Regions from separate parts of the Mus musculus genome. Here region 2 is linked to region 1. The links are chromatin contacts, called in public HiChIP or PLAC-seq maps. All regions are on one chromosome and are shown on one strand. Each heading gives the region's core, a stretch centred on a gene start, on an enhancer-like site or on the middle of the called end of the contact. The rest is flanking DNA. Distances are from core to core; before and after follow the strand shown.

Evidence for each region. HiChIP or PLAC-seq counts read pairs in DNA pulled down with a chosen protein or histone mark.
Region 2: an H3K27ac HiChIP or PLAC-seq map of the NIH/3T3 cell line shows a contact between it and region 1, with 6 times the contacts expected there. The contact joins two enhancer-like sites.

Annotation. Positions count from the first base shown.
Region 1 is chr2:101,981,972-101,985,078 of GRCm38.p6, reverse strand. The region is part of intron 4 of Ldlrad3 (low density lipoprotein receptor class A domain containing 3); the gene reads left to right. Among named protein-coding and RNA genes, the nearest start is that of Gm39888, 8.4 kb to the left of the region's middle. Within about 2 kb of position 1,363, at least 105 of the 459 cell types and tissues checked have an H3K27ac peak or open chromatin away from gene starts, as enhancers often do. A contact at or near this core is called in the NIH/3T3 cell line, where this site is marked.
Region 2 is chr2:102,507,146-102,509,930 of GRCm38.p6, reverse strand. No RefSeq gene overlaps it. Among named protein-coding and RNA genes, the nearest start is that of Pamr1, 41 kb to the left of the region's middle. Within about 2 kb of position 1,475, at least 27 of the 459 cell types and tissues checked have an H3K27ac peak or open chromatin away from gene starts, as enhancers often do. A contact at or near this core is called in the NIH/3T3 cell line, where this site is marked.

The DNA.
Region 1 (3,107 bases), core at 114-2,613:
AAGTAGCCATGGCCCAGAAACACAGATCCAGGCTGCTACAAATACCACATTCCAACAAGGTATCAGTTTCATGATGATTTTATAGTTTGGCAGTAATCGTAACTCAGAACAACTTTTTTACACATTTAGGTATTTTACATGTGTGCGTGCACATGGTACCTCTGAAGGCTAGAAGAGGGCATCAGATCTTTAGAGTCATGGAATTCCTGAGCCACCATGTGGGTGCTGGGAGTTGAGCCATAGTCCTCTAGAACAGTGCTTCCTAATCTTTCTAAACGCTGTGACCCTTTAATAGGGTTCCTTATGCTGTGATGACCCACAACCATAAAATTATGTTGTTGCTAATTTATTAGTGTAATTTTGCTACTATTATGGAACATAAATGTAATTATCTGTGTTTTCCCTTGGTCTTAGGCTACCTCTTCATAAGGGTCCTTCTACTACTCCAGAGGGGTCACGACCCACACAGGTTAAAAGCCACTGCTCTAGACTAGCTGCCAGTGCATTTCCCACTGAGTAGTCTCTCCAGCTCTCTGGATATCCTTTAAATACACCGGTGGACCATCAAGGAGGCAGTTAGACAGCAAGCCGGGCTAATCGCAATTTAGCTTTGGGCTTTTGGAAGACTGGGGTCTGTTCATAAATTCCAAATGGATTTATGCAATAGTCACAAGGATCTTAGTCACACACAGAGGTAGGCAATACATGGCTCTCTAGGTGAGCTAAACATACCCAGTATACTTTGACTTTGTGCCTAGAACATTCCAAATCTCCATGATCATTGAAATTGTAAACAGTCAGTCCTGCGGTGTCTAATGTAGGTACAACTTTTCCTGGGAATTTCACTTGATTGACACGTAACGGCTTAAAGTACACAGCAGAGGAGGCTGACAAAGCTGGAGGCGAGGTTGCCTCTGGATTCATGAGAGATACATAGGATACTAAAAAAAAATGTTCTCCCAGAAGTAAAGTCTTGAAGCTATACTACTAGACTATGAGTCACTCATAATGCCTCCTTGCCAGAGATAACAAAAGCAATGGGTATCAAGAGTATATGTAACCAGGAACTTAAGGAGCATGCGCATGCCGAGGGCAGGGATGGTGATGAGTGTCAGCTAAATCCTCATCTTCCACAGTGGGGAGACAGTGGGTAATTCCTAACAAGGGTGAATCAAAGAGAAGCAATATAAGCTAAGTACTTAGAGACAGCCTAAGATCCATCTCACTAAAATTGGGGGAAATGTTTGCTTCTAGAGAGAGTCAGAGAATGTTGTTAACTTTCATCAAGCTCCACACAGCTCTTAGTCTCTTTAAATTGTGCACACATGTGACTTGTTTAAAAAAAAAAAAAAAAAGAATCCCAAAAATGCGCTGGTGAGAGCCAGGGCCACAGGCTGAGGCCACGCGCACACTGAGCTGTGCGAGAAACGGCTCTTTCAAGTATTCTCAGCCATGCAACAGATGGTCTGGGCGCGCCGAACCTCTCTGCACCCAGCTCTCGGCTTTGGAGCCTCTGCAGCAGTGGAAGGACAGATGCAGGGGTGACATTTCAGAAGCCTGTGACCTGACTTTTTTTTTCTCTGCAGAGTAACTGCAGAATGAGCCATTTATTGAAAAATCTTATTCTGAACATTTTGGTCAACCACAAAGCTGAGGAGGCGGCAGAGGTGCCATCCCAATGGGTCCGGGTCACATGCAGGCATCACAAGGGCCCTTTGTGGGCTAAGCTATAATGTAACCCAGGTCTTCAAAGCAAAGCCACATGGTGCCTATCTGAGGAGCCAGATAGGATCGATTCTCTTTTCTCCTGCTCTCTCAGACGGCTGGGATTCAATCCAGGGGTGTGGGTGGCAACACAGTCCTCTCCAAGCTGCAAATGCAGACTGTGTTTCCTAAACCAGCTGCCTGGCACCCTGTGGTGGATTAGCAGCGCCCCCTTTCCTAGATGAGGTCTCAGGCTTGTGGCCAGCTACCAAGACTGCAGAGCTCCCACTACGATCTCTGTCTGGTGCCTCTGAGCATTGACTGTGCAACCAGACCAAACTGCATTCATAGGCCCAACTTGATACTTAGCAAGCCTCTGTTCTTTCTTCTTTAAAATGGGGTGAGGCTGCATCCCTGGGGTTGTGGTGAACATCCTGTGAGCTGATGTGCATGTGTTTCTGATCCCAGCATCTGCGCCCAGTGGCAACTGGGTTGGGCAGAAAATTGTTACTTCCTTGCTTTAAAACCTCCATACCCTGTGTCTCCTTTGGGGTCCACTTCCTTCTTGCCTGGCCACTCTCTTTCTGCTAGAACTCATGTCACATTCAGCCATCAGAGAGTTTTACTCCCAAATATTGCTTTTATCCCTGCCCATCCCTGCTGGGGAACGCTCTGGGGTTATAAGACTAAATTCTACAGCCTGTTATTTAAGACCCGGTACCACTACCTCTTGCCTTTTCTCTATCTACTGTGTCCAAGCAGGAACCTTCTTTTCTCTTCCACGTAAGTCGCTGCTGCCTCTGCCTGCTGCTTACTGTCATAGTCCCCTCCCCCAAAGTCCTCTTTAAAGTATCACTTAAGAACTGGCGTGGAATAAGACCCACTTTCTTCAAAAGCTTCCATGACACTTCCACCTTATTCAGGCCTTTCTACCTCCATGGCTTTTCTCGCTAAAGTCAGCTCAGGCCTCTTGCAGTTTCCCTGGCCAGCAAAGCCCCTGTGCGCTGTGGCAAAGGTCTTCAGGATCTGCAACACTGGTGGACTTGGATTCAAGCCCGACCTCTGCAACTTCCCATACTGAGAGATCCCATGAATTACAGTATTTTTTTTTTGCTCAGTGTTGTAATTGGCCTATAGGGAAGGGAAGTTGTAAACTATAAATGTTGTCATCAAGAGATAACACCAGAAGTTGGTATAAATAACTCACAGATGAGGCTGGAGAGATGGCTCAGCGGTTAAGAGCATCGGCTGCTCATCCTAGAGGACCTGAGTTCAGTTCCTAGTGCCTACCTGGCAGCTCACAACTCCGTATATTGCAGTTCCAGGGCATCTGCTGCTCTTTTTTTTTTTTTTTTTTTTTTTGGCATTCACATGTGGTGCATAGCTGTATATGCAAACACAAC
Region 2 (2,785 bases), core at 226-2,725, 520 kb before region 1:
TGACATTTCTTCTGCCCTAATCTTGACGCTAAAAGGGCAATGTGATATTCACCTGCCAGCTGCCTTTCTGCTCTCATCTCCTTGTCTCCAGCTCACAAGAAAAATGACTCCAAAATGACCAGTCATCCTCTGTATTTTGCTCTTTCAAGAGTCCCTATAAAACCTGCTTCCTCTGGTCAGCTCACTGGAACATGAAATGGAAACTTACGGGTTCTTTGGCAAGTCACTTGTATCAGAGGGTGTTTTGCTGGGGCATACATGTGAAGGAGTGTTTTCCTGAAGTGGACACAGACAGATGAAAGGATGTTTGCTAAAGCAAACACAAGAAAGAACATGCGATAAAGGAGTCTTCGCTAACAACACACATGTATTGGTTCACCTTACATTGCCTAGCTGAGGTCTGTTTGCTGTGACTCCACAGAGAGAAACTCCCCAAAGAACTAGTAAGGCAGCTTCTTGCCGCTTTCTTACGCTCAGGCTGCTTGGCAGAGTGATGTCAACTGATACAGACGCATGTGAAGTTTTGCGAAGACAGACTCGCTTGCTGAGCCTAGACACATGGTGAGGTAAGACCTGGGAGGACACATGATGTTTGGAGGGAATATAATTAGGATTCAATGGACAGTGACAGAGGCTTGTATAGCTAGCTTTGCCACTCTTCTTGGTTCTGCATCTTGGCTGATCTACACAGAAAGGCACAGAAGAGAACTTCTCCTGATCGCCGACTCATGGTGATTAGGCTGAGGCTTGGCTGTTTCTGCTAGGTGCTGATGCATGTTTGCTATTCTGACACTACTGAACTAAACTGTTCATTCATGAAGTACTTGAGAGTGGATCAAGCTGCTGCTGCTGATTCCTGTGAACTGAACTGCTGATTTCCTGACAATGCAGATAGGATTTGCTCCAAAGAACAATTTCTAAACAGGTCCATTTCCCCCATATCCTAATAACCTTTCTTTTCCATTACCTCTGGTGGGTGATGGGCTAGAAGGGAGGTTAAAGCATTTAAGAACCCATATTAAAAATAGGATTGAAAAATCTAAGCCTACAAGAACACATACTCTACTCCATGGAATGAAATGGATGCCCAGCTCCAGAATTAAAAATAGATAAATAAATCAATTAAGATCTGTAAACTAAACTGTAATCTTGTCCTTTAAGGAGGTAAAATGTTAACACTACCAGGGCTTTCTATGCATAATCTATGCTTTGATGCCTACTTCTCCTTGGTCTGAAACCCAGTCTCGCTCTCTTTGTCCAGAGGACAGTTCCTCACCTAACTCTCTGAACTCTTTCCTGATCTAAATGAAGTAGAGCCTCACACGCCTGCTCCTGGCTCTGAGACAGAACCACTCTTTGCATCTTGACCCAGTACAGTTCCTACACTCTTCCCTTCATTGGGAGTGGTTTACATACACTGAAGTTAGGGGGAAAGCACACATGAGTCAGGGCCCAGGACCTGCTTTCTAACTGGCCTGAGCAGGATGGAACAAGGAGTGTCCACCTTGCCTGCAGATGGTAGAAAGAGAAGGGAGAAGCCATCACAGCACCAGCCAAACCACATTCCCCCACCCCAGTTTACCAGCTAATAAATCTGACGTGGTGATCCTTGCCTGCTGCCTCAGTATTTCCCATCTGGTCCCTCTATTACCATGCACACTCCCTGAGAGCAGGGATCTTTGTTTAGTTCACCCCTGCAGCACACATGTCTGGATCAGAACTTGGCACATAGAACATTCTCTGTAATTATAAGTTTATTAAGTTAACAAACCCACAGGGGCAAAGACAGGATTAACACTTCAGAAAACTCTCCATCATCCCCTGCAGACAATTGTGCCTCTTCCCTCTTTACACTCTCTTCGCACCCCATCATAGCACTTAACACTCCTAGTTGCCTGATGAAATCTAGTGCTCCTGGTTGACTTCTCAAAGACCAGGCATTCTGTCTGTCCTATTCTTGTTCCCCCAAATGCCAAGCAGCATGGGGATTCAGCGCTAGAAAGTGCTTCAAAAGGACGGCTGTGAATGAGAACGAAAAGGAATGTAATAACATCACGTGCCAACAATCTTCTTTTATTGCTCATGCTAGAGATTCTTTTGTTTTCAAGTTGGAGCACAGGGCAAATGAATCACCCTCAAGCTTTTTTCCAGAACTCTGAAGAAAAAGAATGGAAAAACAAGATAAGCCAAGAGGCAAAGCCCACTGGGCAGATGCTGACAGAGACTCTTGGTTCTTCAGCATCTGTTCTTGAACTCAAAGAAGATATGTGACTCAAGAGGAATGGTTTGCTAAAAATTACCAAGAGGGAGGGCTCAGAAGAGAAAGAAAGCATGAAGAAAAACACTATTGATACTTTAAAGAGTTATAGGAGGACAGCTACATGCGGCTTTGGTAAACACCTACCGACATCCTAATTCCACCCCTCATCCTATTGTGTTTGGTAGATATCACTAATCAATCAGTGTCCTTTAAGATTCAAAGACCTTGATAGGTCCTGGTGGCACATGCCTTTACTCCCAGCAAGTTTCAGGACAGCCAGCGCTGCACAGAGAAACCCTGTCTAGGGGAAAGAAAGATTCAAAGATCTTTCCAGAAGCATAGGAAAGCTATGCTCTTCCTAGTCTGGATCCAGTATTCTTAAACATCAGACTTCTCTGAGAAGCTCCTTACAGCTTCAAGTGACTGCTGTAGGTCCCAGGAAGTCTCTTTAGAGCACAGTGAATGCCTGAAACTCTCCATGTGAGGAGTTTGGGGTGGGGGGTCTTTATCCTCTTAGCTTCAGTA